Linked DNA regions of Oryctolagus cuniculus: all the other regions are linked to region 1. Evidence: chromatin contacts called from public Hi-C and Micro-C data. All regions are on one chromosome and are shown on one strand. Each heading gives the region's core, a stretch centred on a gene start, on an enhancer-like site or on the middle of the called end of the contact. The rest is flanking DNA. Distances are from core to core; before and after follow the strand shown. Region 1 holds the start of JUN (Jun proto-oncogene, AP-1 transcription factor subunit). Region 2 overlaps FGGY (FGGY carbohydrate kinase domain containing). Region 3 overlaps FGGY (FGGY carbohydrate kinase domain containing). Region 4 overlaps FGGY (FGGY carbohydrate kinase domain containing). Region 5 holds the start of FGGY (FGGY carbohydrate kinase domain containing).

Evidence for each region. Hi-C and Micro-C count contacts between places; a contact is called where the count stands out from the background.
Region 2: a contact with region 1 is called in a Micro-C map of ear pinna, with 5 times the contacts expected there. The contact joins the enhancer-like site here to the promoter of JUN in region 1. A contact is called at or near these places in 3 of 6 Hi-C or Micro-C datasets (ear pinna, embryonic fibroblasts and skin fibroblasts).
Region 3: a Micro-C map of ear pinna shows a contact between it and region 1, with 5 times the contacts expected there. The contact joins the enhancer-like site here to the promoter of JUN in region 1. A contact is called at or near these places in 5 of 6 Hi-C or Micro-C datasets (ear pinna, embryonic fibroblasts, psoas muscle and 2 more).
Region 4: a Hi-C map of psoas muscle shows a contact between it and region 1, with 5 times the contacts expected there. The contact joins the enhancer-like site here to the promoter of JUN in region 1. A contact is called at or near these places in 2 of 6 Hi-C or Micro-C datasets (ear pinna and psoas muscle).
Region 5: a Micro-C map of ear pinna shows a contact between it and region 1, with 7 times the contacts expected there. The contact joins the promoter of FGGY here to the promoter of JUN in region 1. A contact is called at or near these places in 3 of 6 Hi-C or Micro-C datasets (ear pinna, psoas muscle and skin fibroblasts).

Annotation. Positions count from the first base shown.
Region 1 is chr7:114,257,587-114,263,126 of mOryCun1.1, reverse strand. JUN (Jun proto-oncogene, AP-1 transcription factor subunit) reads right to left here and starts at 3,121. Exons shown (of 1, transcript NM_001198947.1): 1 at 2,007-3,121. The coding sequence starts at 3,121. The coding sequence ends at 2,108. All of the region lies in intron 1 of LOC138850424 (a long non-coding RNA gene), which reads right to left.
Region 2 is chr7:113,262,155-113,267,694 of mOryCun1.1, reverse strand. The region is part of intron 14 of FGGY (FGGY carbohydrate kinase domain containing); the gene reads left to right. All of the region lies in intron 3 of LOC138850643 (a long non-coding RNA gene), which reads right to left. Among named protein-coding and RNA genes, the nearest start is that of HOOK1, 96 kb to the right of the region's middle. Within about 2 kb of position 3,419, at least 2 of the 8 cell types and tissues checked have an H3K27ac peak or open chromatin away from gene starts, as enhancers often do. A contact at or near this core is called in ear pinna, where this site is marked.
Region 3 is chr7:113,410,256-113,415,795 of mOryCun1.1, reverse strand. It overlaps FGGY (FGGY carbohydrate kinase domain containing), which reads left to right. Exons shown (of 16, transcript XM_070078420.1): 8 at 4,694-4,797. Among named protein-coding and RNA genes, the nearest start is that of HOOK1, 240 kb to the right of the region's middle. Within about 2 kb of position 2,970, at least 1 of the 8 cell types and tissues checked has an H3K27ac peak or open chromatin away from gene starts, as enhancers often do. A contact at or near this core is called in ear pinna, where this site is marked.
Region 4 is chr7:113,620,121-113,625,660 of mOryCun1.1, reverse strand. The region is part of intron 5 of FGGY (FGGY carbohydrate kinase domain containing); the gene reads left to right. Among named protein-coding and RNA genes, the nearest start is that of FGGY, 94 kb to the left of the region's middle. Within about 2 kb of position 3,365, at least 4 of the 8 cell types and tissues checked have an H3K27ac peak or open chromatin away from gene starts, as enhancers often do. A contact at or near this core is called in ear pinna, where this site is marked.
Region 5 is chr7:113,713,727-113,719,266 of mOryCun1.1, reverse strand. FGGY (FGGY carbohydrate kinase domain containing) reads left to right here and starts at 2,738. Exons shown (of 16, transcript XM_070078420.1): 1 at 2,738-2,870. LOC127493452 (a long non-coding RNA gene) reads right to left here and starts at 2,660. Exons shown (of 4, transcript XR_011390692.1): 1 at 1,993-2,660; 2 at 1,263-1,449.

The sequences.
Region 1 (5,540 bases), core at 1,872-4,371:
CAAACCGGGCTCTGCTCCCAGTAACCCTTTGTTCAAGAAGTGTTATTACAACGGAGTGTATCTGATAGCTAACAAGCCTGTCCAATCTCTTCCACTCTGAGATACGCTCCTAAAGAGAAACTCTTTGTGTATTTGGATTTACAGCCACAGGCAGGATATTAGCACTCCCAGACCTGTTGGGTACTAGAGCACCGCTAATGAGCAAACAGCCCTGCCTCAATTAGTGGTTTGTGAAATATTCCTGGATATCAAATTGCTTTTGCTGCTTGATAATCACACTGGCTCTTGGGAAGAAAAGCAACCAAGCAAAAATTGTTCCCTTGTTGAGTAGTGCCTTGTTGATCTAAGTCTGCCCCTTCCCCAGAGCTGTTTGATCTTCCGAAGTAATCGTGTGCTGCTGCTCACGTGTTCTCTTGTGAATCTTTTCCATATTTAGATAAGCAGCTTTAAAACTGACTCTATAATAATCCTCTAGACAAGACTGATTATTTTACAAACAAGGAATCAACTACAGACAGGGATCCCAAGTGGTAAACTGCTATACTGCTAATTTCCTTGGGCAGAGGTGTTTATTTGGGGGTAGGGGGAAGGAAAGTGAGAGAGAGAGCACGCGCGCGTGCGAGCGCACATTAATGAAATTTGGAGAATGTTTCATCCACAGAACTTCTAGTTTGATTCTAAATTCTTTGCTTCTTCGTTACCAAGTAACTCCAGAATAAAGTAATGTTAACCCCAGCAACTGAAAAGAAAAAGCTCCAGTATTCAGCTTGGGGGGGGAAAAAGTAGTAATGGGAAAGGAATTCAAAATCTGTTATTGGTATTTGAATACATTTATTGTGACAAGAATCTGTTATGAATATTCATAAGCAAAGGCCATCTTTTTAAATCTTAGCATTGTTAAAGTGAAGATTCCAAATTGGAAGGATACATCTTTTCTAAGATCTGCCCCGGGTTCCTGCTTTGAGAATAAGCATGTACTGTTAAATTTCGACCAACATTACAAACGGTCCCAGCACCTGCCACTTGATGGAATCCCAAACTTTGAGGTGTCTGACTTGCCAGTGGGTTGCCCCTCTGCCCCCAAACCCCCTTTCCTCCAGTCCCCAGGACCCACCCTCTCCCACCCCCCACTACCCTCTGGTGATCAACTGGGAAGTCTGAGACCTGATGATAACACCAGGACCACTTATTTCTAAAGTTCAGTAGGGAATCCAGGAGTTTGTACTGCTTGAAAGCAATAAGTACTGAGCGATCCTGATGGACACTAAAACTCTCTTGATTGCACCCAGATTACCTAGCATCTAGAGATAATGCAGAAAAAAGGTTGGGGGGGATTACTTTTCAATATTTTATTGTATTTTCTTAAATATCCTTTCTGGAATTTTCAGAAACAAAACATAAAAAAATTATATACTTTATTACAAATGGTAAACTCAGAGTGCTCCAAATCTCTTATTTACAAACAACACTGGGCAGGACACCCAAACGAACAAACATGAAATAACTTACAAAGGCATGAAGCTGTTTATTGACAGTAATCAGCTTTCATCAAATTAAAAAATAGATATCTGTACATACACGGTTAACGAAGGCAGGCCAGAAAGAGTGTATCTGCAGGCTCAGCCTGGCCCTCCCCGGCTCCCTCCCCGCCCCCCGCCGCCCCTCCCCAGCCCTCCCGGTCGGGTTCTTAAGGAGTACTACAGAAGCGATCTACAGTCTCTATGGCAGTTTGTCACCCCGCCCCTCCCCCCCTTTAATACTGAATGAGATCGAATGTTAGGTCCATGCAGTTCTTGGTCAATGTTAAAGAAAAGTCTACCGTCGTGATGGCGCGGGGACAGCCCTTCCGCCGAGCGGGGCCGCCCGCAGGCGGCCGCTCCCTGGCTCCGCGCCAAGGGGAGCGCGCGCCAAGTCCTTCCCACTCGTGCACACTGGGGGCGCCGTCAGGACGCAACCCAGCCCGGCTTGGATACCCTTGGCCTTAGTCCTCGGACGCGTCTTTTTTATTTTTTTCTCGCTGTCGCAACCGGTCAAGTTCGCAAGACTGTCTCTCTGTTGGTTTTGTTTTCTTTTTCTTCGTCGCCCCTCAGCCCTCGACAGTCTGTCCTCAGAACGTTTGCAACTGCTGCGTTAGCATGAGTTGGCACCCGCTGTTAACGTGGTTCATGACTTTCTGTTTCAGCTGTGCCACCTGTTCCCTGAGCATGTTGGCCGTGGACGCCAGCTCCGAGTTCTGCGCTTTCAAGGTTTTCACTTTTTCCTCCAGCCGAGCGATCCTCTCCAGCTTCCTTTTCCGGCACTTGGAGGCGGCGATGCGGTTCCTCATGCGCTTCCTCTCCGCCTTGATCCGCTCCTGGGACTCCATGTCAATGGGGGACAGGGGCGGCGTCTCGCCGGGCATCTCGGGCACGGTCTGCGGCTCCTCCTTGAGCGCCTGCAGCCGCGGGTGCTGCACGGGGATCTGCTGGGGCAGGTGGTGCGGCGGCTGCGGCGGCGGCGGCGGCTGTTGCTGCTGGGGCTGCGCGGGAAAGGCCAGGCCGGCCGCGCCGTAGGAGGGCGCCCCGCCGCCGCTGCTCAGCGCGCTCGGGTTGAAGTTGCTGAGGTTGGCGTAGACAGGCGGCTCGCTGTGCAGGCCGGCGCTGAAGCCGCCGCTGCCGCCGCCGCCGCCCGCCACCGAGGCCACGGCCGGAGCCACCATGCCCGCCCCGCTGACCGGCTGCGCCGCGGACGTGACGCTGGGCAGCGTGTTCTGGCTGTGCAGCTCGGCCAGGGCGCGCACGAAGCCCTCGGCGAAGCCCTCCTGCTCGTCGGTCACGTTCTTGGGGCACAGGAACTGGGTGGGGGTCGGCGTGGTGGTGATGTGCCCGTTGCTGGACTGGATGATGAGGCGCTCCAGCTCGGGCGACGCCAGCTTGAGCAGCCCCACGTCGGGAGAGGTGAGGAGGTCCGAGTTCTTGGCGCGGAGGTGCGGCTTCAGGCTGCCCACCGGGTCGGCCAGGTTCAGGGTCATGCTCTGTTTCAGGATCTTGGGGTTACTGTAGCCGTAGGCGCCGCTCTCGGTCTGCAGGAACGAGGCGTTGAGGGCATCGTCGTAGAAGGTCGTTTCCATCTTTGCACTCATAGAACAGTCCGTCACTTCACGTGGGCTTACTTTGGGCTGCGCGCACAAGTTTCGGGGCCGCGACAGCGCGCTGGCGGGCGGGGAGCACCCCGCGCCTCCCCGGGCCTCTGGCAAAGGAAAAGTTTCGGAGCGCGCGCGCACCCGCGGGCTGTCTTCCCCCTGGGCGCCCCGCTCACCGGCCCCCGCTCCCGGGAGCGGCGGGGTTCAGACGCTCGCCCGCACTCCTCGGCCGCTCGCGCGCGCCTGCCCGCCTTTGAAAAGTCGCGGTCACTCACTGCGCGCCCTTCGGAGGCTCCCCGGCGGCGCGGCGCGGTGCCCCGCAGTGGCGGCGGGTCTCGGCCGCCCGGACTCCCGGAGACTGTGCCCTCTTCCGCTGCGAGGGGCAGGGGGCTCCCGGCGGCAGCGGCTCGCGCCGGTCAAGTTCAGAGGCCGGGGCGAGCGGAGCCGCGCGCGCGTCGCTCCTCTTCGCTCCTCTCTCCGCCGCCTTGCTTTTCTTTGCTGCCGCCGCGGCAAGCCCAAATAGCGCAGGAAAGGTTTGCAAAAGTTCGCTCCGGGACTCCGGGCCACTTGTCCCCGGTCCTCCCGGCTCGGAAAGTTCTTGGCCGCTGCAGTCGCCGCTCTCCGCGGCTGTCAGCTGCGCTCGTGCGGTGGGGCTCTCCTCCCCGGGGGCGGCTGGAGAAGCAGCAGCTCTCCAGGTGCTCCCCCCAAACACCAGCCCGGGATCCACAGGCGCTAGCGCGGGGCAGTTGGCAAAGCAACGCAGCCGTGCGGATCGCACTCTACGGGCGTCCTGGCGGGGCGGGCGGACTGTGTCTGTGTGTCTGTCTCCCTCAATCCGCGCACCTCCACTCCCGCCTCGCCGCTTCAGCCACACTCAGTGCAACTCTGAGCCCTTATCCAGCCCGAGCGCAACACTTATCTGCTACCAGTCAACCCCTAAAAATAGCCCATGATGTCACCCCAAGGCCTTCCCATTGGCTCGCGTCGCTCTCTGGGGGGCGGGCCCGCCCGTCGCCATGGAGACCCCACCCTAGAAGATTCTTCTTCGGGCCCGCGGAGGCTCACGGGATGAGGTAATGCTCCGCTGCCCTCCTACAGTTGGGCCCTTCTTTCTCCTCCTCTCCCCCTCCCCCTCCGCGCGCCTCTAGCCCCTCTCTTCCCGGTCCCCTCCCGGCCCGTCTTTCCCGGCCCGCCCGGTGCATTGTGGGCTGACGTCTTGGGGTTTGACTGTCTAGTGACGGTGGCCGCCGCGAGCGAGCGAGCGGGCGGGCGGGCGGCCGGACGCTCGCAGCCGCTGACGGAGGCGGGGGCTCAAGTTCAGGGCTCCAGACGCGGATGGCGGGTCACGGAAGGCTGAGAGCTGTGCCAGCTGCCTGGGGCCGAGTGGGCGCGGGCGTGTCCCCACTTGGCGGAGTCGAGGGGGCTCCAAGTGGCGCCCCAGCGTTTGTGCAGGGCTGGGAGGCCGAGCGCCCGGTCCGAGCCCTCCCCCCACCCCGCCCCGCACTTCCGGGGGCCGGGAGCTCCGCCCTGAAGGTGCTCCGCGGAGTGCCCCGTGGGGGCGAGCGGAAAGTGGGCTCCAGTTGGGAGGCGGTCTCGCGAGAGTCGGGTCCCCCCTCCCCCCAACACCACTACGTGGAGAACGCGCCGAAGTTTGCGGGTCAAGTTCTGGAGCGACAGTCCGCGCGGCTGTGTGGCAGTGCCCGGAGCGGACGGGTTTGCATCTCTCGACCCTGGGCGCTCGGCGGAGTCCTCGCGTGCGCGATCCTAGGGAGACGCCTGCGGGGGATGGCGACTCTGCCTCGGAGGGGGCGGCTTTTATAAGGGGTGGGAACAACTCAGCATCCTGAGGGGGACGAGCATTTAGGGGATCCCAAAGTGGGGGAACCCGGTGGTGGCCCTCCTGCCCCGGCGCGCGCGCGCACACACACACACACACACACACACATCCCGCACCCGGCGCACGCACGCAGCTCTTTGCGCCTGCACCGGCTCCCGGGGAAACAAATCCCGAGAGCCAAAAGTCCCGCAGGGAGTCCCGAGTAGAAGCGGGCTTGAGGCAGTCCCCTCCCCGCCGGCTGACCGGCCCATATCCCGCACAGCCTCTAGGAAGCGCTAGACCCATAGAAGTGGTTGCTTCGCGGCGGCCCTTTCCCTCGCCCCCGCCCCCCCACCCCTGGCGACGGCCGTGTGTGGTGGAACCCAGACCGGAGTCGGGAAGGGGCCCAGGCACGGAAGCCCTGCCGGCCCCTCAGGCCCCTTATCAGAAGGGCCGGCGGCGTCCACCGCGCGGCCGTCTGCGGGCCGGGGGAGGTGGTCGCCGGGCGGCCCCCTGCCCCGTTAGCAGATTTCGCAGGCCGGCGCTGGCTTGCCAGGATGTAAGAATGTGATCTGGCAGGACCAGGTGCACTTTCCTGAGAGG
Region 2 (5,540 bases), core at 2,170-4,669, 1.0 Mb after region 1:
CATGTGACCCTTCAGCTCTGTCTCCTGGTAATTTCTTGCTTCTCCCATCTCCAGCTGTTCTTCTCTTTATTTAAAGTTTCCATCCATTTGTGTCCCGATATAGTTGCATTTCAGACTTTCAGCCTACAGTTTTTCAGAGTTCTTCCATGGTTCTCCATGTGTCCATGTCTTAAAACTTTAAAATCTTTGATGAAAACAATCATAAATGCTCATTCTAAACACATTAAAAATTCTTTTGATTATATAAACACTGATAAGCAATTATTATAAAATGGTTATCATGCTATGCTAAATTCAAAATTGGGGGGGGGGCATGTGTTTAACTTGGTACATTACAGAATTTCCAAGCTTCAGTTTGAAAAGAACAATTAAGTAAAGCAAAGAGCCAGGCATACCATTCTTCCCGACAGGTGTCACCCGTCTGTGAGTGATGATTATGACCATGATGATGATGCTTTATACAAGCCAAACACTCTTCTAATCACTTTCCATGCATTAACTCATTTAACAACTGCAACACCCCGGGACAGGAACTGTCATCCTCATTTTACACGTGATCACAGAAGGCTTGTGTTTTCCAAGACAGCAACTGTAGCAAGGTGGTGCAGGAACTTCTTATAGGTTGTATGCTGTGAAAGAGTGGACATGATGAGTTCTTCCCTGAACTGTTCATGAATCAGTGTCATTGTTCCTAGCCCTGTTAGCCAGCTCTCCCTTGGAAGCTTGTCTGTCTACTTGACTTTTTGATACCTGTTCCTTTTCTCAGCAAGTGTTCCAAGCTACATCTGTTTAAATAGCAATAACTGCCCTCACAATGCTTATCCCCCTGTTGGAAATATTTCAACAAACATGCAGTCACAACAAATAATGTTGATTTCAGTCAGTGAGAAGTGTTATAAATGAAAGAAAGCAATGTAAGGGGACAAAGATGGATGGGACAAACAATATGTGAAGGACTGGCCACGCACACCGAGGAGAGACCCTCCTGAGGAAGGGGTGTTTGACAGAAGGCCCAATGGCAGTGAGATCAGCAGGTGCAAAGGCCCTGCAGTGGGAATGAAAGGAATGTGTTTGAGGAGAAGCAAAAACAGCCACAAGTTTGGCGTATGTTAAGTCCCAAGCTCCCAGGGAATCAGAAAGTGTTGCAAAGAAAATGACCGTTGAGCTAGGACTTGGAAGAGTAAGCAGAGGTGTGTGTGTGTGTGTGTGTGTGTGTGTGTCTGTGTCTGTGTTTTGGAACTGAGACTGGAGAGCGGGCTGCAGAATTTTAAACCTTGAGAACAAAAGATTGATGAACTCAGGTTTACTCAATTGTGTATTGGTTGAAAACATGAATGAGTGAATGCCCCCCCCACACACACACACATACACACACATTACAAGGGTAGCTCTGAGATGGAGGCATAAAGCAAGAGGCATTTTGTTAATTCACTCTGAAAAATCACGGTTCCAGATTCTACCCTTCATTTCCTAGTAAGCAGACTTGCATGGAGATTCATTATCATTATCAAAAGTTTGCTTGCCAATTAGAATAGTCAGTGATTTATTGGGAGTGCAGCCTAAACATTCCTTAATTCAAAGGGTGACTTTATTGGGAGAACTGGACCTACCCAAAGCCCAGTGGCCCATAGTTTTATTTTTTCTGCACATTGCTTGGCTGACAAATATGGGGTAAACAAATGAGTGGAAAAATAAGTCATGAAATCAAAGTTGTGCTGGAAGAGAAAGAAGCTGATGGTGTGATCTGGATGCCAGAGGCAGTGCCTGACTTGGAAAATAAGGGCCTGGGTTCTGGTCTCTGCTCTACTGCCAACTTGTGGCATGGCAGTGGGCAAGCAGCAGTCCTCAGCCTGGACGGTGCAGCTGTGCAAGGCAGTGGCTGAGGTCCCCAGCAGCTCTGGAGTTCTGTGTTCCAACTATTTCTGCCTGCTTGGGACAAACCAAATGCATACGGGGCCAGGCAGGCAGCTCCCCCACCCCCACAGATGGCAGCCCTGTCCTGGGGTCCTCACTCAGAGACATGGGCTTCTCTGGGCCTAGACCAAAGATACTACACTATTAGGATGAGATCAGACATGTTCAGGGTGGTATGGCTGTGGAGGACATTAAGAAATTAAGACATTGTTCTCTTCTGTCATACCCTAGAAAGGGCTCTGACTGTCCACCACCTATGTTCCTGCAAGGCTTGGCTGAACACTCTCCCGGTGCCCTCCTCCTTACCCTTGTGTGTTTCGCTAGAGTGATCTGAAAAGCTGCCTACTTGTGATGGAATTTTGTCCTGGATTCCACTCAAGGAGCCTCTGGATCTGCCCACTTTTCCTCTCCCCACTCTGGTTTTACAGCCATGCCATAAACATTCAGACCCCAGATCCTCCACTCACCACCAGCTGGGTGGATTTGGTCAGGTTTCTTACCCTCTCTGTGCCTCATGTCATCAGCCGTGAAATGTGGATCCCATTTGTCTGTACCTTGGAGGGTTACGTCTAAGGATGAAGGAGATAGTCCAGGGAAAGCAATTAGAACAGCAGCTGGCACATGATAAATACAAAGAAAGTTACAGTTGCTGTGTTTCTCCCTGTAGCCTTTCACCACTGCCTGCCTTCTTGGGATACCTGCTGCCCAGGTCTCCCACAAGCAGTCGGGATAGAGGCTCCGAGAGTGTGGTCTGTGGGGCAGACACTTTGCTGAGATTACCTCCTTGAATCCCTGCCATAATCCAGCACAGTACTCATCCCTCCCATTCCATGTGCAAGGAACCTGCAGCCTGGAGAAGCCATGTGATATTCCCAGCATCACATAAGTAGTAAATGGAAAAGTTGCAAGTAAAGCTGTGGCCTCTTAGACTCCAAATGCAATGTTCTTTCTACTATACCACCAGCTATTGCAAGGCTGCCATTGTGCAGTTTTGAAAGGAAAAAGAGGAGTCCTTGAAGGGAGTGATGATAATGGGAACCAAACGCTCTGCCACAGCATCTGCTTACAGCTTTGAGAAGGGGCAGAAGGGCTGGGTCTGTGAGCCTAGCTCCCAGCAGTCCTTGCTTCAGCTCATCTGAAAATGATATGTCTTTAAAAGCAAGGAGCCAGAAAAAATAATTCATACTAAAAACAAACTCTGTCATGAGTCATTTGACTTTGCTTTCCCCTGAATACATAGTTTATGCCTTGGGAAAGCTAAGGCTAAAGGAACATCTGATTGTTGCAGGCCAGCAGAGCGATTATTTAAGGGGTTTCACATTCCGTATGTGCCCACTGGACCCCACGGTTTAGATCAAGGCTTGTGCCCATGGGGCCTGACAATTTGTTATTGTTGTCATGGTTGTGTTAGAGTGTGATTGTGCACGTTTTATCAAGATGGCCAGAATCACACTGGTTCACAATTCAGAAGGTCTCTGGCTATGAACCAGCATATGCCGTGGTTATTGTGAGTGAGGCTGTGCACAAGACAGGAACAATTCTGTGTGTTTGCGTGTTGAGGTATGTGAGTGCGAAGAAAGAGAGAAACACCAAGGGAAAGGCAGCTTCCTAAGCTGATCCCAGCCCTCGGTCAGTGTGTCTCTCAATCCAGGGTGAACAGTAGGTCACACAGAGCACCAGGCAAGGGACTCTGGCTCTGGTGCCAGATTGACATTCTTTAAATGACTGAAAAAGACAAGAATACAGTTACACTGTTCAGATACAAACAAGATACTTAGAATGTAGGTGAAAGATGTGAACTTCCCCTCATTCCAGAGATAATCACTGTTACACATTTTGTCCATCCTCTTAACCTTCCTAATAAAATCACAGACAAAATATTACACACACACACACACACACACACACACACAATGATGCTGTAGAGATTGCTCAGGTTTTTTCCCATTTGCAAGATATTTTGGAGTACACTAAAACATGTACAGCTGCCCCTGTATACTATATACTAACAGTAGTTCCAGAGTTTTCATCTATCAAAGAAATCTGTCCAACCACTGTCCTGTTGCTAGACATCGAGGTAGACTCCAGTGCTTGGCAGCTACAGCTGGGACGCAAGGGTCATTTGCTGGGATAGTGACTCACATGGAGGAATGCGAATTTCTCTTGGAGAGATACAGAAAAGACACAGAAACATGGAATTTCTGATGGAAGGATGTATGCATTTAAAATGTTAACTGTGGCCAACGTGTCCTGCCAGAGGGCTGTCTCCAATTTGCACTCCTGCCAGTGCTGTCCCAGTGCCTTTACCAACACAGGATATTGCCGGCCATGTAGTGTTTTTGCCAACCTAATGGACCAACAGTGATTGCTCTTTGTTTTTTTCCTTTGCCTTTCTCCGATTACATTTTCTTTTTTTATCCAATCAGCTACTTAAATTTCTGTTTTCTGCTAAGGGCTTGTCAATATGCTGTCTTCCTTTTCCTGTAGGCTTGCTTATATTTTCCTCACTAAATTCAAGGAATTCTTCTTCTACTCTGTATCCGTCTTTTGTCTGTCATATATACGGAAGACTTTCTTATGTCCGTTGTCATCTACCTTTGCTTATAATGTCTTGAATGGGAGTTTTTGATCTTCATATATTCACATCTGTGAATCTCTTTCTTTATATTGTCCAGGTTTCTTGGACACTTTCCCTATACACTGTTTCTGCTCTTGAAGCTATATGTCTCAGGATGGTAATGCTGTAGACTCTCATGTGTCCAAGAGTACAGTGAGGACCGGGGAAGGTAAAATGTTTTACCCAAAGCTTGGACCGGAACATGCCAGGCTAGTAGAAGGGTTTCTCTGTGTGTGCAGATGTTCTTGGTAATTCCATCATTATTTGTGGAGATGTTCTAAAAATGTATCTGGATTGGCCCTGGGCAAGTGAGAGGCAGATGTCAAGAACCCTCTAGCTGCTTCTTCACTTTAGGACTTCACTGCTCTGCGTTTTTAGTTCATTTCTCTGTAAAATGGGATGAATCACAACCTCAGAGGGTTATTGGGAGACTTGATGTCTTCAGCACTTCACACACAGTGTGAACACAATGTGTTTTTACTTTGCCTTTCCTATTTAAAGCCCCCCCCCCCATTTTTTTCAACTCTTCCCCCCACCCAGGACATTAAAATGCAACTAGTCACTTGAAACTGTAGAAGTCAATCTCTTCTGAGGATTTTGTAGCCAAATAGTGGAGGCACAGCTTGCTTAAGAGTCTGAGGCAATTTCCTAATGAGACATCTCAGTGGGCCTAAAAGAAACAAAACACCTACACCATTGCTCAAGGCTGGAAAATTCTCCAGGGTGGCCAGCCCCTTTCAGAGGAGAGGAGCCAGGGCTCTGGGGGCCTGCTCCCATCCATGTGGGTGTGAGAGTTCCTTCTTCCAGAGCATTCCAAGTCACTTGCCTCCTTGAGGCCCTGCCCACGTAGAAGCAATTGCCCCTGCCTCTGAAATCGTTCTCTCTCCTCCTCATTTTGCCTGGAATCCCTCACTTCTTGAATCAACACAGTGCTAGAGGCTGAGAGCCTTGATTTTTGAGCCAGACTTCCTGGCCTGCAAACCCAGCTCTGCTACTGTTCTTGAGAGGC
Region 3 (5,540 bases), core at 1,721-4,220, 850 kb after region 1:
AGTAAATGTTTGGATGGAAGGATGTATGGTTCACTGGGTGGGAGAGAGGGAGGGAGACAGCACATAAGACTAAATAAAAGAGCTGTTCATGAAGTTGCAAGTCTTTTTAATTATGTTTCTAAATATACTGCTTTCTTTGACTTATCTGTGCATGTTGAAGGGTGATATTCATTGAACCAGAGCCCCTGAATTTATTCATTGAGTCAGTAATCTTGTTTTCTGCTGCTTACTCTCTTTTTTTCATTCAACAAAAATTTATTGAGCAACTATTCTCAACTGGACATTGCACAAGTTTCATGGAAAACAGCTGAATACGTCACTTTTTTTTCCTGATGCCTGCTTCTTCGGCTGTTAATTTTGCCCCTTAACCATTAGACTGACAGTTGTACAGTTTCATGATGGCCCACAGCAATGCTGAAGGATGCACTTGTCAAAATCTCCTCTTGTGAATTGTTTCCTGATGTGCATGTGTAGCTTATGATTCCTCCATGGATTGTGAAATGTGTTTATTCAGAAAGGAGAAAGCTCCTCCCACATTTTTTTTTTTTTTTTGCTTTTTCCTGCTTGTGTTTTGGCCAGCTTTCTCAAGGATAGCCCCTTCAAGCTCTGTGTGGCCAAGGGGAAAATGGGATGTGTCAGCTCACGCTCCTGTGGCCTCCCAGAGGGCCTCAGCCATGCACTGCTGTGGAATCAGGGGTGGACGTTAGGCAAGTATATAGGAAGATTGGGCAAGACCTGCCTCTGGCTGGTGCTGTTTAAGCATGACTAGTGGCTTTCTACATCTCCTAAGCACTTGAGAATGTAGAACATGGTAGGGACTTGTGTCCAGGCAAGGAGGCACTTTGCCTTGTATGTCGGAAACAGCACTGTGTCTGTTAAATCCTGAGAGAGCCGAGACAGGACCTCCATTTGTGACCTATGTCTCTCACTGTGTAAATGAGGGAACAGGTTCACTCTTAGAGAATTTGTAGCCAAAAAGGAGCTAAAACCAAGGTTTTCTGATGCTTATCCTGTGATTCTTACCATGTTTCATGGTAAACTAACACTTCCAAATATATTTCTATGTATAAGACCATTTTAGCATGATAAAGTGAGGACAGCAGAATGAATATGGGATGTGGAGTCAGAGCAAAATGAAATCCTGATGCTGCTTCTTATATTTGTGTAACTTTGGGCAAGTAACTTGAACATTCTTATTCTTTGCTTTTATGTCCATTGAAGGGAAGAAAGAATATAGCTTTTTATAGCTGTTATGAAGATTAAATGGAAGACTATTTAAAAAGCTTAGCACAGTACTCAGCCTCTCTTGTATGTCTGATAGGTTTGCTAGGAGGAAAGAATACAATTGACTCTTTGAGAAATTGTTCAGATGATGGTAATGGTAGAAAGGGGATGGTGGTTGTGGTGACGGTGATGTGGCTATCACTAATCAAACCTGTAATTCTAAACATTTCCTTGCTATCTGAGCATCCGTTTAATCTTAGTGTTGCCATTTTATAGCAGATCCTACTATCTCCAAATTCCATTATTTTCTTATTTATAGCACACTACTTCTTGGATATATCTGAGATATGTCTCAGCCAAGAAGTAACAACAATGAATCTGCTAACATGATCAGAAACAAAGAAACATGTCCCACAAATTACCTTTCCCCAATTTGCAGGGTTAAATGAGCCTGTGATATCAATTTGGCCTGTGCTTTCTATATTCCTATGTGTCATTCCCAGGATTTCCTTGAACTTACAACTCCGTGGGCCAGCAGTAGTCAGCCCCTTTTCTGTCAAGGATCTCAGGGTCAGGATCTTCAAGACCTCAGTATCTTGAGAGTTACAAAGAAGTACAATGGAGAAAAATCAGTGAGTCCTGGTGATTAAGAAACAGCATTTTGGAGTCTGATTACTCAAATGTGGATCTCACTGTGAGCTGTGCAGCCGTGGCTAAGTGACTTTGCATTTCTAGTTCTAAGCTTCCGTTTCCTTATCTGTACAACGAGGGTAATAATAGCACCGTCACATCAGACTGTTGTGAGAATAAGATGGGACGTGTCTCAGGGAGAAAGCCTACAACAACTCTGTTACCATATGCTCAAATCTGGGAGTTCTTCCTGTCCACAAACCTTTGTGCCCTGAATGGGAAGTTTTATTATTCTGGGCCCATTCAGTAAAACATAAACCATTCTAAAAATTGGGAATTTAATATGGAAAAAATGGTGACCCCAATAATTAGGAAGCTTAGAAGGGCCAGATTCACTGCAAAGTAAGCAAAAAAATCAACATAAGGAAGCTACTTCCACCCCAAGACTTTGGGGCATAGGAAAGAGCTAGTGTTGCTGAAAACCAAGGCAGTAGACACTGGTAGCTGCTGGAGCCAGAACGGCCTTATGCGTAGGGCAGAGATCCTGGAGGGGAAGCGGCCCCTGCTGGAGATAATGCCCCAGACAGAGGAAAGGAGGTGTGCTCTGGTTGCCCCTTCCTGCCAGCCCTAGAATCTCCCAGCAAAGCTGCCCTCCACTATCTTGGGTTCTGGGAATGGTAGTCTATAGGGGCAGCCCCACAGTACTGAGCAGAGCAAGGGATTTGATCTGAAAACAAAGAGGCCCAGGGATTTTACAGGCACAAGTCCCAGACCTCACTTCCCTGGGGGCTGGGCTCTAACTACTGTGATAACCACCGGGAAAGTTTGGAAGAGCTGTACTTCCCCCTGCTGCTGGGCCTCTGAACAATAGCAGAGGTGCACAAGTCGCTGTGCTGCAGAAGGTAGAATTTGGAAAAGGCAATGGAAAAATCCTAGAAAGCTGTTGTAAAATCCTGGAGAATTGTGAGAGTCCTGTCTGTGGCTCCCTGTAGATCCCACTTTTTAGAAAGCTCTGAGATGTTTGGTTGGATGAGACACACCAGTCTGCCTTTTACCTGCTCACTCCTCTGGAATTCAGTGCAGACCAAATTCCTTGGGAAACCTCCCAAAGACTCTACTTCAGGTTAGCTGCCCCTGAGGCCCCTGTTCCCTTTGGGGTTCGCTGTCCCTCCCAGCAGATCATGTATGCCCTGAAAGCAGCGACTTTCTCTAGCCTTCTTTTCTCTAGCAGCCCCAAGCATTCAGACTCTCCCACTTCCTGCCTTGAGCTGCTAGAAACTGTGGTAGCTCCTGGATTGCTAAGCATGTGGGTAGGGCAGTGCCAGCTTCCTGTGGCTTTCACTGTAGACAAGGAGCAGGGAGGATATGACCTTTTAAAACTACCAGTGACATTTTGTACTTGGACGTCCAGTGGTGCATGAGAACATTTAGCAGGAAGATCCCATCTTCCCTCAAGGATCCAGGAATCCCTAAGTCACATCTGAGGAAAAAAAAAATAGTCAGATGTTAGCCTGGCAGAATGGAGAATGGATTCCAGGCAGAGAGAAGACCCAAGTGCAAAAGTGTTGAGGTGGGCCAGCGCCGCGGCTCAATAGGCTAATCCTCCACCTAGTGGCGCCAGCACACTGGGTTCTAGTCCCGGTCGGGGCACCGGATTCTGTCCAGGTTGCCCTTCTTCTAGGCCAGCTCTCTGCTGTGGCCAGGGAGTGCAGTGGAGGATGGCCCAAGTGCTTGGGCCCTGCACCCCATGGGAGACCAGGAGAAGCACCTGGCTCCTGCCTTCGGATTGGCGCTGTGCGCTGTCCGCAGCACACCAGCCGTGGCGACCACTGGAAAGTGAACCAACGGCAAAGGAAGACCTTTCTCTCTGTCTCTCTCTCTCACTATCCACTCTGCCTGTCAAAAAAAAAAAAAAAAAAAAGTGTTGAGGTGGGTAAGAGCACCAAGGACAGGAGAGTGCAAGGAGGGTGGCACTGCATTGAAATGGGTGAGGTCAGCGTGATGCAGCCTTCTCTCCTGCACCCCAGTCTCTCTGGCCTGCCCTGAGCACCTTCCACCTCTCTGTGCACTCTAGTTGTATATCTCTGCATGTTTATGGACATCTAGTGTCATACTGTGTGCCTCGAAGGTGCTTGTGGGGTATTTGAATAAGTAGAAGACAATTCCAGGCTCTCATGGGTATCACGGAATACAGGCTATGTGGGGAAGGTTAGCCTGAATGCCTCCCATCTATGGCCAGCCCTCTGTTCCATATCATTCTTTGAATGGGGTGTTATTCTCTGTCATCCTCTCCTTCACACTTGGGTTTTGGCAACACGTAGCAGTAAGAATGGCAATGTAGAGAGGCTGAAAACATTCAGTTATCAAACAATTCCTGTGCTTTTGCCTGCACTAAAATGGAGGTGTGATGGCTGTGACCTTGGGCAAGTCAGCCTCTGCAAACCTCAGTTTCTCCTCTGGTGTTTCTGCCATTAATGGCGCCCACATGACACCGCCCATGTCTGATGAGACCACATGTATAAATGTACAGCATAGTGCCTGGTACTAGCCGGGCACTGAATGACTGATGGCGACTGCTTTTATTATGACAATGACAGTTGGTACCACCATTCCATCACTGAGTGCTGTACATGGGCCCAAGTAAAGCCAAAGAGAACAGGTTCCCAAATCTTCCCACGCAGGCAGCTGTGCTCTTTTGGTTTCTATTTGAGACAGGCCTACTCATGGGGCTCATCCTCCATGTTTTTTTGGTTTTTTGAAAAAGTGGTGTGTTTGTTTTTAACTTTTCCTCCAATTTTTTTTTTTTTGAGGAATTTTGTTTTGCTCTGCTTTCTCGCAGGAGTGATTGGAGCAGATGTGAAGGGTCATGGCCTCGCCTGTGAGGGACAGCCAGTGACGTCACGGCTGGCCATCATCTGTGGAACGTCTTCTTGTCACATGGGGGTGAGTCAACCGGGCACACAGGCAGGGCCACTGCACGTAGTGGGAGGCAAACCCATGGGAGAACTTGAGCTGCTGGCTCCTTCTTGCCCTCCTCTTCTTCCCTCTTTCCCTTCCAGCCAGAGTTCAGCATTCCCTCCAACAGCCCTGCATCCAGGGGCCCGATTCTTACAGTCTGAAAAAAATCAAGTCGGCCTCTGACGTCATGCTGGCCAGAGAGCCCAGGCAGGAGGGGTGAAGCTGGGCCAAAGATGGCAAAATCTCACTCCCCAAGACTGACCCGCGCCTGATGGGAAGCCGTGTCTTCTCTGGCAAGGCCTGTCTGTTTTCCTTGGCCGTGAGTTCTCCCTCAATCAATATAAATCCATCTCCTGGAGAGTGTCCTGATGATCTATAGAATCAGGCTGCATATCATGACTTCAAAAGAACACTGATAAGCAATTTTCACTCTGTTAATTCTTCTCCATGAATTAGTGGGAAGGCTTTCTCCAAGATTGCAGTTAAAATTTAGTGCCTGCCCTGAAATTTATATCTTCTTTAAATGCATGAGTCTGAAAGCATTCCATTTCGATAAGTACCCATTTCTACCATATTTTTATTTAAAAGTCATTACTCGATTCCACTTAGATGGACGACTCCTTGGATTTTTCCCAAATGAGCAACACGGAGCGGGTGTGGGAGAGGGAGCAGGAAGATGAGTAGAGATTAGCATGGGCAGAATCGCTGCAACTGGGGGGAAGCTCATA
Region 4 (5,540 bases), core at 2,116-4,615, 640 kb after region 1:
CTACATGGCATCCTAGCAGTACCAAATGCCTGCACCCCTAGTTTCGTCTTGCTACTGAAAGGAGAAAAAAAATGACACGGGTTTGCTATATGTAGAAAATGAAGCACTGTGGGTAAACCTCATCAGTCTCTGCCACACAACAGCACCCAAGATGTATTAATCCCATCTCCCTTGACATTCAGTTTCAATTTTTTATTTATTTTTAAATTTTAAGGTGAATCCAAATTCAGTTAAACATCTTGTGGGGGTGGGAGGGGGGAAAGGTTGGCCTTTCAGAAACCAAATAAACCTGCTTGATGACCTTTCTCCTTCACCTCCTCCTCCCTGGTTTGGGGGTTTGATCTTGACTTCCTGTGAATGTGATCAGGGTTCGGTGAGTCATAGAGTGTGACATTGAGGGTCTCACAGCTACTGTGGGTGTGAAGACACAGGTGGGTGCTGGGGAGACCTCAGGGCTGCCAGAGTTCAGACTGAAAGTCCAGGGAGGGCAAGAGGATGGAGTCTGTCTGTGATCTGGGGGCAGGGGAGAGTGAGGCGTTACAGCTGCTCATCCTTGCACCGTGAGTGTGAGCCCTGATGCTGCCCTGTTCCATCGCTTCCCTGTCATGTCACTGAGTGTCCTCTCGACACAGGCCAAGGCTGCCTCTTTCCCTCTTTGTCAGCAGTGCAGATCTGGAGAGAGGTGGTTGAGGATCCTTTGTCCTCTGAGGGAGTGGTACAAATGTGTGGCCTCGGGTGACTGATATGCACCCTTCCTTGAGATCTATTGGTCTGAATGTGTTTAGTTTCTATTGAGTTTTCCCCAGCTCTCTGTGGTGTGCATCTAGATGTGAATTTTGTCTGCCTGAAAGGTGATAGCCAGCCTGACTGCGATTTTTCCAACCAAGCAGCGATAGAGCTTTGCCTTGACTTAACAATTTTCTCTGAGACCTTGAGTCTCAGGATTTAATCCCTATTCGCTCTTTCAGTATGGTAAAGTGGCATGATCCTGGAATTTGAGTCCTCATTTTCAGAGATATGATGGTATGTTCTCTTTTGAAAATGTTTTGAAACTGTGCAAGTGGTGAAACATTAGATCCTATTTTCTGGGTAATATAACCAAAACCCACAAGGGTCTAACTCTGAGGGTGAAGCGTGGGTGGAGGAGCAGCTAGATTTCCGGGGGACAGCCATATCATGCTTTACCTAGAGGGTCTTTTCTTGACCAAGAAGGCCTCCCTCAAGATGACCAGGCATTTCAGTTTTTGTGAGCGCTTCTGTCAGTTTTCTGCCCAGGGTTATCACCTCTGTGAGTGGACTCTTGTGAACTTGTATTTGGACCTTCAGATATGTTGCTCTTGGGTGATTCTGGATGGCCTAAAGGGTACAGTCAACCTGATTAAAGATATCAGCATTCAGTACTCTGAATCCATGATACTGTAAGGGCCTGGACAGCTTGGTGTTGGCCAGGACTTACATCACAGGTTATAAAAGTGGTATGGCCTAGAGCTTAGAAGACTTGTGTCTGCAGCAGACTCGTAGAATGGCAGATGTCTTAAACAGCACTCTGGCCTCAGAATCAGCCCTTAAGGCATGCGGCTCCGGCTGAAAAGCCCATGAGAGTAGTTCAGGCATGGAAAGCCAAGACACTCTGGCAAAAAAACAAACAAACAAACAAACAAACAAAACAAAACCTAAGTGAAAGATCTCTGCCAGTGAGATCCCAGTGGAAAGAACAGGTCATCAAAGAAGGAGGTACCTTTCTCTGAAGGGAGGAGAGAACTTCCACTTTGACTATGACCTTGTCTAAATAAGATAAGAGTCGGAGAACTCAAAAGGCTTCCATAGCCTTGGCAACTCATGACAAGAACCTAGGGTGATTACTGATGCCATAAACAAGAGTGTCAATTTGTTAAGTCAACAACAGGAGTCACTGTGCACTTACTCCTCATGTAGGATCTCTGTCCTTAATGTGCTGTACATTGAGATTTAATGCTATAACGAGTACTCAAATAGTATTTTTCACTTTGTGTTTCTATGTGGGAGCAAACTGTTGAAATCTTTACTTAATATATGCTAAACTGATCTTCTGTATATAAAGAGAATTGAAAATGAATCGATGTGAATGGAAGGGGAGAGGGAGCGGGAAAGGGGAGAGTTGCGGGTGGGAGGGAAGTTATGGGGCGGGGGGAAGCCATTGTAATCCATGAGCTGTACTTTGGAAATTTATATTCATTAAATAAAAGTTAAAAAAAAAAAATAAGACTTGTGTCTGGTCCAGTCAGGTAAACTTGCGCCTTGCCATCCAATTTCCTCACCTGCAAAATGAGGTGGTTGAATTGGGTAATGCAGTTAGCCTGTTCCAGACCAAAAGTTCTGAGTCCCTGAGATGTAATAGTATCGACCAAAGTCTCTTTTTAGATTCTCTCCTAAAAGTCATTCCTTTGAAAATGAATTACTAGTTTGACCTCAGCATTCAGCCCTTTGGGATATAATTTAATGTTAAAATGCTGTGCTCTTTTCTTCCCTTCTTTTTTCTTCTATTCTTTAGTACTTCTACTTAGTTTATTATTATTTTTTTAATATACTTTAACTTTTTTCTGTTTTCTTCTTCTCTCTAAATTATTGTCAAGGGCCTTTGAAGAGAAATTTTAAATGTTATTAAGAAATTGCAGTCAGAGAGTCCTTTGTTCCCAAGTCATTTAGTAGATTGCTTTTCCTTTTGTTAAATACAAAAAAATTGTCAACCTGTATTGTTAAAATGTGCCAAAACCTGCATTCACCAATAAAAAGTGTCAGCTCTCATTACTTCCCAGATATTATTCTTTTCAAAAGCTGAACACTCTCCCCAGCCTTTCTAAACAATCTTCAGCTCATTCATCTTCCTGATTTTGTTACATTTTGAACCTCTCTGGGTCTATATAGGGTGGCAGCCTGTCTTTTAAAAATTAATGGGTTCCAAATGCCATTCAAACCCATTTCCGCCCTTAAGCCCCCACTCCCTTCCCTAGCGTTGCCTGTTCAGAATCCTATGTTCTATATAAATATTGAGCTGGAGATAGTTTCTAAAGAGGTGTTTGGACTTTTAATTAACACTGACAGCCTGTCTGCTTAGGATTTTTCTCTGCTGTCTCCATGGAAAAGTCAGGTAGGTCAGGGCAGAGAGGGGAGGGAGACTGCAGTGGTTGTGTTCCTGGCGGCTGGCCCTAGAGACACCGTGCTCTGAGCCAACCATGAAGTCATTTTGAATTTAAGGAGTCTTGCTAATCCAAGGCAATGTGTCTTAATTTGACAAAGTAAAGACTGCCCGATAAGCAACCCTAACTACAAGTTCTGTGGAACTGGGGTGTTTATAAGTGTAGATTGCGCTAGAGAAATGTGGTGATGTGGAAGAATGGGCTCGTTTTCTTGTGTTCACTCCCCCCTCACCCCACCCCCCTCCTCTCTCCTTCTCTCTTACTTACTTTGGCCCAATTCAGCCCTGCAGTCTGGCCTCTGCAGTGGCTTGATGTGAAATTTGAGAAACATATGTAGTTTTCTATTTCAGGAAAATGATCTCAGGGATTGAATGTGGTTTTTTGTTGGCTGTTAAGCTCTGATCTTGCCCAGTGTGGTTTTTTGATGATGGGAAAAGAGGCTTCGAAGTGCTTTTTATCAGAATTTCATGTAATAAAACTTAAGGTTTGGTTTCATTATTTCAGCCCCCACTCCTGCCCAGGCCCACGACACAATGTCGTCTGTATTGTGCCAGAAGTGGGAAGGAGTACACATTGTTCATATTACAGTCCCTTCATTGCTGCTTGCACAGAAATATATAAAAATGGCCCCTGTGTCAGTCCTTCACAAAAGCTATTTTAAATGTAGTTTGCTCGAAGACAGAGGGACTGCATAAAGGAAGAGGGGTGCACCAGGGAGAAATCTGCCATTGTTTTGCCTCAGAAAGACCAGTGTTTTTCTTTGTAGTAGATGGGAATGCCAGCAATGGGCTCACCTCATTAATCCAGCCTTGTAAGGAGTACTTGAACCAGCATCACTACAGCCTGTCATGGGAGGTATCACAGGGGATCAGGTTAGTGGGTCCAGTGCTACAGGGGTAGGACCGGTCTGGAGGCAGGAGGTACATTCATGGAATTGTAAGTTGAGTCTGCCCCTGTGAGCCCCAGGCATTCTGCTTCTGAGCAGAGTAAGGTGTGGCTCCAGCACTCGAAGAACCTCTCAGCTAGTGATGGGGAGGAGCTCCTTCTCGAAGACAGTAGCATGTTTTTTATTTATTTATTTTTTAAAATTTTTTGACAGGCAGAGTGGACAGTGAGAGAGAGAGACAGAGATAAAGGTCTTCCTTTGCCGTTGGTTCACCCTCCAACGGCCGCCGCGACCGGCGCGCTGCGGCCTGTGCACCGCGCTGATCCGGTGGGAGGAGCCAGGTGCTTCTCCTGGTCTCCCATGGGGTGCAGGGCCCAAGCACCTGGGCCATCCTCCACTGCACTCCCTGGCCACAGCAGAGAGCTGGCCTGGAAGAGGGGCAAGCGGGACAGAATCCGGCGCCCTGACCAGGACTAGAACCCGGTGTGCCGGCGCCGCAAGGTGGAGGATTAGCCTAGTGAGCTGCGGCGCTGGCTGACAGTAGCATGTTTTTTTCTCATCTTTGTATCCAAGGAATTAATTAGTGAATGATAATATGTGATGGAGGTCTCCACAGGATATTTCAGGGGTGCTTAGAGGAACCTGCCTTCCCCTAGACATGGGTGGGATAGGGTGGAGAAGAATGAGAAGCACAGGAAAACTGCTCCAGTAGGAAAGGAGCTGGCATTTTTGGGTGCTGTGCACATTGTCCTACCTGACCCCAATTTTACAGGTGAGGCAGCTGAAGGGCAGGGAGGTCAAGGAACACATCCAAGAGAAAGCCTCTGCTAAGCAGCAGCAAGGCTGGGTCCAAACCTAAACTTTCATGGTCCAAGCCAAGCCGCCCCTTTCTGGCAAAAGAAGGAAAATGGATAAACGAGTTTATCTCTTACTAAGCTCATCTCCATTTCCTTTGTCCTGCAGTGAATCAACTGGCTCCATTAGTAATGAATTGACCTTAACATCTGTCCTTTGTCAAAATGGTTTGGAAAGATTTGAGAGGTTAGCAGGAGTGGTGGGAGGTGGGCTTCCCACGGAGCAAATGCAGCAGAGCTTCAGGGCCCTCACCTGCCCCGGCCTCTGTATGGTGGAGCTGCTGCGAGTTGTAGAATGCTTCAGGTGGGAGGGCTTGCAACTGAAACAACAACAACAAAAAAAGGGACCTATGCCCTCAAAGTTCAAGCTATTTTTTTAAAAAAAGATGTTTACTTTCATTCTCTTGAAAGGCAGAAGAGTAACAGCAGCAACAGCAGCAGAAAGAGAGAGACAGAGAGAGAGAGAGAGAATGATATTCCATCCAATGGTTCACTCCCAGGTGTACACAGTAGCTAGGGTTGGGCCAGGTGGAAGCCAGGAGCTGGGAACCCCTTCTAGGACTCCAACATGGGTGGCAGGCGCTTAAGCAATTGAGCCATCACCAGCTGCCTCCCGGGATGCAT
Region 5 (5,540 bases), core at 1,489-3,988, 540 kb after region 1:
AATGCCTGAAGTTGAGTAACTTAGTTGATTTTTCATAAAACTAGGGAAGTCCAGTTTTAGGGTCCTGGCATTTGATGAGGGCCTTCCTGCTATGTTATTCTGTAGTAGAAAGTGAGACGATAAGAGAAAGGGTGAGAGAGAGAGAATCCTCCCTTTCATAAGGAACCCACCCCTGACCTGAACCCATTTCTGAGATAATAGCATTAATTTACTGAAAGGGGAACCCCTGTGATCTAATCAGCTTTCTTTAGGCCCCCACTTCCCAACACTGCTGCGTGGGGATCTGGGGGGATACACTCAAGCTGCATGAACTCATAGCCCACATTGTGTGACTATCTGTTTGGGGATCTTCTGAATCACACTGTCACTGCCTTTATGTTAACCAACAAGATGAGTGTGCTTGCAATGTCCAGTCCCCTTGCCGTCTGTAATGAGTTTCTAATACGCTTTTAAAGGAATATCACGGAAGAAATCAGGGGCTAGAAAACTAAGGCCCATGGGCCACATGGATCTGTTGCTTATTTTTGTGAATAAAGTTTTATTCTAACAGTCACACTCACTTGATTCCTATTGTCCATGGCTGCTTTTATACTTCAGAGTGTCAATACACACAAAAGACTTCACAGTCTCTTTATTTACTATCTGGTCCTTTATAGAAAACCCCTCTCACTTCCTGGAAAAAAATGAATGGAATGGGGGCTGGTACTGTGATGCCATCATCCCATATGGGCACTGGTTTGAGTCTGGGCTTCTCCACTTTGGACCCAGCTTCCTGCCTATGCACCTGGGAAAGCAGTGGATGACAGCAAGTTCTTGGGCACCTGCACTCATGTGGGAGACCCAGAGGAAGGTCCTGGCTCCTGGTTTTAGACTGGCCCAATGGGCCATTGTGGTCATTTGGGGATTGAATCATGAATGGAAGATTTTCTCTCTCTCTCTCTCTCTCTCTCTCTCAACTCTGCCTTTCAAATAAACAAATCTTAAGAGAAAAAAAAATGAATGGAATGGAAGTAAATGGAAAAACAGATTCATTCATTCATACTAGGTAACACATAATAACTGAAAAAGAGAAATAGAATTAGACTCAGACAAACCCAGTTTAGACTCACCTTGGCAAGTTGGCTGAATGACCTTGAACAAGTTATTTATACTCACTGGGCCTGTGTCTGCTCTATAAGGTTGCCCTAAGAGTTGCATGAGGTCAGATATATATGATGAGGTTTGGCTCTATGTAACAGAAAACTAAAATAAATGTGTCTTACCTAAGGAAACTGTTTCCTTTATTCATGTGGAGGTTTGGAAAAGAGCAGGTGGTTGTGGTCTTGTGCCCTTTGGCATTAGGTACCCAGGGTCTTTCACCTTGTTGCTTTGCTTTGTGTGGCTTTCATTTCTGGGGTCCTTTCAAGATCCAAGATGGCTGTTGGAGCTCCAGTCACTATGCTCTTGTTGCTATGGACAGTATGACAATAAGAGGAAACAAATAAAAAATAAAATGCAAAAAATCCCAGAAACAGAGCCATCCCTGGTGGCCAGGCAGCAAATCCACACTAGTTCAAGTCAAGCCATGGAGAGACTCCCTGCTGTGGCTTGTGAGGCAAGCAACACCTACTATTGGTTTCATTCCTGGGGTATCTGAAAACTATGGCTCACGGGCACTCAGAATCTTACACTAGAAAGCATTTTAACATCTATTCCCTCATTTGCTCTTCACAGGAAATGTAAGATGGACAAGTCTTATTGATGATCCTGTTGTATACTTGATTCACACAACTGTTAAGTAGCAGATCTCAGGTTCACTTCTAGGTCTACAGATATTTGTGGGAAATGAAAGGTGGACAATCCTGATGCAGAAAAGGATCCCAAGCCAGGATCTTTCCCAGCCACGGAGCACAAAGACTGGGTTTCCAGTACCCCCACCTGTAGGACCAAGAGAAGAGGACCTGTTTCCTTTTCGGCCCATAATTCGATGAAGTCACTGCTACTGAGACTCACCTCTCATAACTGGTGTGTCCTGACAGATCAGTTCCTTTTTCTGGACCTCAGTGTCCTTGGAACACAAAAGTCTTGGGCCTCCATGCTAGACAAGCTATCTTTAAATCGGGAGTCCCCTCAGCCCCGAAACCTGCCTTTTTATAAGGGAACCAGCTCAGGTTGGAGCTCACCTTGGTACTGTCCTCTCGCTGCCTGCCTGCCTTGCCTCGCTTGCTAGCTCTGTCCCAGAACGCTCTAAGCACCTCCCTGGCTCTCTGCATAGACAAAATAGGGATACATAGCTGAGGTCTACTGCAAAGGCAACGTGTGTGACGGTGAGGATGAAGCGAGCTCCGTGTCCAAGACCCACCACAGTAAACCGCTGGTGGTCAACTGCTCAAGAAATGGGACGCTATAGAGGCTCAGGAGCACAAAGGAGGCATTCAGCAAGTATCATTAGTGTTCCCACTGGCCCATATCGGTGGTAGCTCTGCGTAAACAGGGGCCGAGCAGAGTTGGACACACACCCCTACCGGGGCTGCCAAGGGTTTCCTGGCTGAGCTCTGGAGATGGATACCCAAAGCGGGGCAGACCTAGCTCTCCAGCTGCCAGGCCAGGTCCCAGCGCAGGACAAGGAGCCCAGGTGGAGCCCCGCTGCCGCCGGCGCCACCCACTGGGCTGCAGGAGCCGGACGCAGCAGGGCGGGCGACGCTGGCCAATGCCGGGCCCGGTTCGAAGGACCAATCGGAGCGCGCTTTACAGGGGCCGCGGCCGGCGGGGGCGGGGACGCGCGCGGGACGGGGCGGGGCGGGACAAGGCCCGCCCAGTCCCGGTGCGGTATGGCTCAGCGCGGAAATGTGCAGGCCCCTCTAGCTAAAATGTAATTTCAGATTGGACAAGTAAGTGACCCTCCTCCCAGTCCCACGTGGGCACCAGGGGCGTTTGCAGGCGCGCAGGCTGTCGGCGCACACGACCAGGAAGAAGGGTCAGCCGCCCCGGGGGCGCACCGGCCGGGGCCTTCAGTCCTTTAAGCCTCACACCAGCCAGGACTTTGTTGAATCCCCTCTATCATCTCCTGGGTGAGGCGTCCGTCTGGCCACTCCAAGGACAGGGCGGTCCGGCCTTCATTGCATACCCCAGCTGCCCTTGAGCCCAGGGTCCTTCCTCTCTGGCCACTATCGCTTGGCTATGTCCAGGTCTTCTCTTAGCCTCCCTGCCCCCTTACCGCCCCTTTTGACGTTCCTCCAAGCATTTTTGGAGCCTGTTAATCCTGAGTGTGGCTACCTAAGGCATTTTAAGGCCAGGGCTGCTTGTAGCTTTCCAGCTGTTGGCGGTTTGTGATAATACTTGAGCTGCGGTTCAGTTGAAATGGGCTAATGCTGTTTGCTCACAGTTCTGGGTAGAAGCCTGGGGGAGGGGAGTCTTGCCATTAAAACATTTTTTGTTTGTTTACTCTTGTTTTATTTGAAAGGCAGAGAATCAGAATTAGAGAGGGAAACATTTATACAGCCTGATCTTCCATCTGCTCCTTCACTCCGCAGATGTCCAAAACTGCCAGTGCTGGGCCAGGTGGAAGCCAGGAGTCCAGAACTCAGTATGGGTCTCCCAAATAAGTGGTGGGGACCCAGCTTCTTGAGCCCTTTCCTGCTGTCGCCCAGGTGCACATTAACAGGAAGCTGGAATCAGGAGTGGAGCTTGGTCTTGAACCCAGACACTGGCAGGGGAGGCAGATACCCCAAGGGGTGTCTTAGCCAAATGCTCACCCCATCTTGCCGTTTTTATTTATTTCACTAATTAAAGATGGGAAAAGATGCACAACGTTGAATTTCCCTGCTCTTTGGCTCTTTTCCACGAAAGCACTTTTTATGTCTTAACACTGTTTTTGTCCCTAAATTAAAGGGTCAGTCATGGCCAACAAACGGAAGACCAGTCCTCTGTGGGTCAAGTTTGAAAATGTGAGGTCTGGGGGGGTGAAGTGATGATGCCTTTGCACTGCAAATCAGTAAGAAAGAAGAGAATATTCTCTTAGTCTGTGGAGGTTCTTTGAGTGGTAGCTTTGCTTTGTCTTTGCTTGATTTCCCCCTCTTTCCTAGGATCCACCACGTGTATGTTTTAATTGTTCCTTTCTAAGTTGCTGGCCGGGTCTCCCTCCAGATGACTGCTGATGGGCTCCTGGGAGTCTGTCCTGGCTGGCTCTTGTCACCGTGGCTGTTGGAGAAGCTGGCCCAGGATAGCAGCCTGCTGGGAGGTCCATAGGACTGTTACTGAGGATGGCTGGTTGGGCTCGACCTGCAGGATGAAAAGGGCGTGGAGTCTGATTTTGAGAGGCGGGGAGAGATGGAGAGTCCTCATGGCTGGGTTTGGAAGTCAAAATGTGTATTGGGAGGAGGGAATCACCCCAAGGGTGGAGTGGAGAGCTGTGTCTTTCTGGATGAAATCAGGAAGTTTACAGGGAGGTGGCCTGTGTTAATTTGTGCTATAGGCCTTGTCTTTTCCTGGAATTTGGTTCACATTTCTAACTTTCATTTAGTTGAAATCAGTTTTTAACACAATTTGAGTTATTAAGACTTGCCCTTAAACTCCCAGAGTGAGATTCCCTCCAGGGCATTAAAAAAAGAAAATGCTTACTCTACCAGAATATACTGCAGAGGTCACTTAACCTCTCACCTGTCCACCTTTTTGCAAAGGAGAAGCATGAAATCCACTCAGGTGATGTAAGAGAAGTCATTCAAATCAGTTCTTCATTCATTCATTTTTTTCATTCATCTCAGGGCACACACTCTGTCGTTCTGGCAAGCTTTAGGGAAGTAAAGATAAAGCACACTTGGCCTATGATTTCAAGCTTTCATCCACTTTGCTCCAATTCAGTTTGATGAGGGACATTACCTGATAGTGAAATGAGTGCTTGGGAAAGATATGCATAAGATTCTCAGGAGTTTAGGGAAAGGCAAGTGGCCCAGTAGGGGGTTGGAGACAGATTCTGAGCTCTTAGGAGGCCTGGCTATGAGTGGACTGGAGAAAGGCAAAAGGGACCATGTGAATTGGGAACAGCATGTGCAAAGCCATGCAGGCATGAAGCATGATTGATTAGTGGGCTTGGGCAAGAAAGGGTGAGGTGGGGGATCTGGGGAGAAGGGGTCAGCTGAACCACTTAAGGGAATTTGAAATATGTCTCCAGGGCAATTAGTGACATGCTCAGATTTATGGTTTATAAGTTTATTCTGGCTGCAGGATGGATAAGAGAGTTGGAGTGATGAAGATTGGAGAGAGGTTATTGTAACACAGGTGAGAGATGGGGTAGGGTAATAGATATGGAAATGGAGAGACAAAATGAAAATAGAATGGTTAGGAATTAATTATTGATTGTATGTAGGAGCTGAAGAAATAATGTAGCAGAAAGGTGCCTTTGGGAACCAGAAGTTCTCAATATTTTGTAGTAGCCTTACTGAGGAATAGTCAGCAAACATTAAACTGTGCCTATTAGAGTGTTTAATAAGTTTTCCCATGTGTATGTGTCTTTGAAACAATCATCATAGTCAAGATTAAGTTCATATCTAATGTCTCCAAAT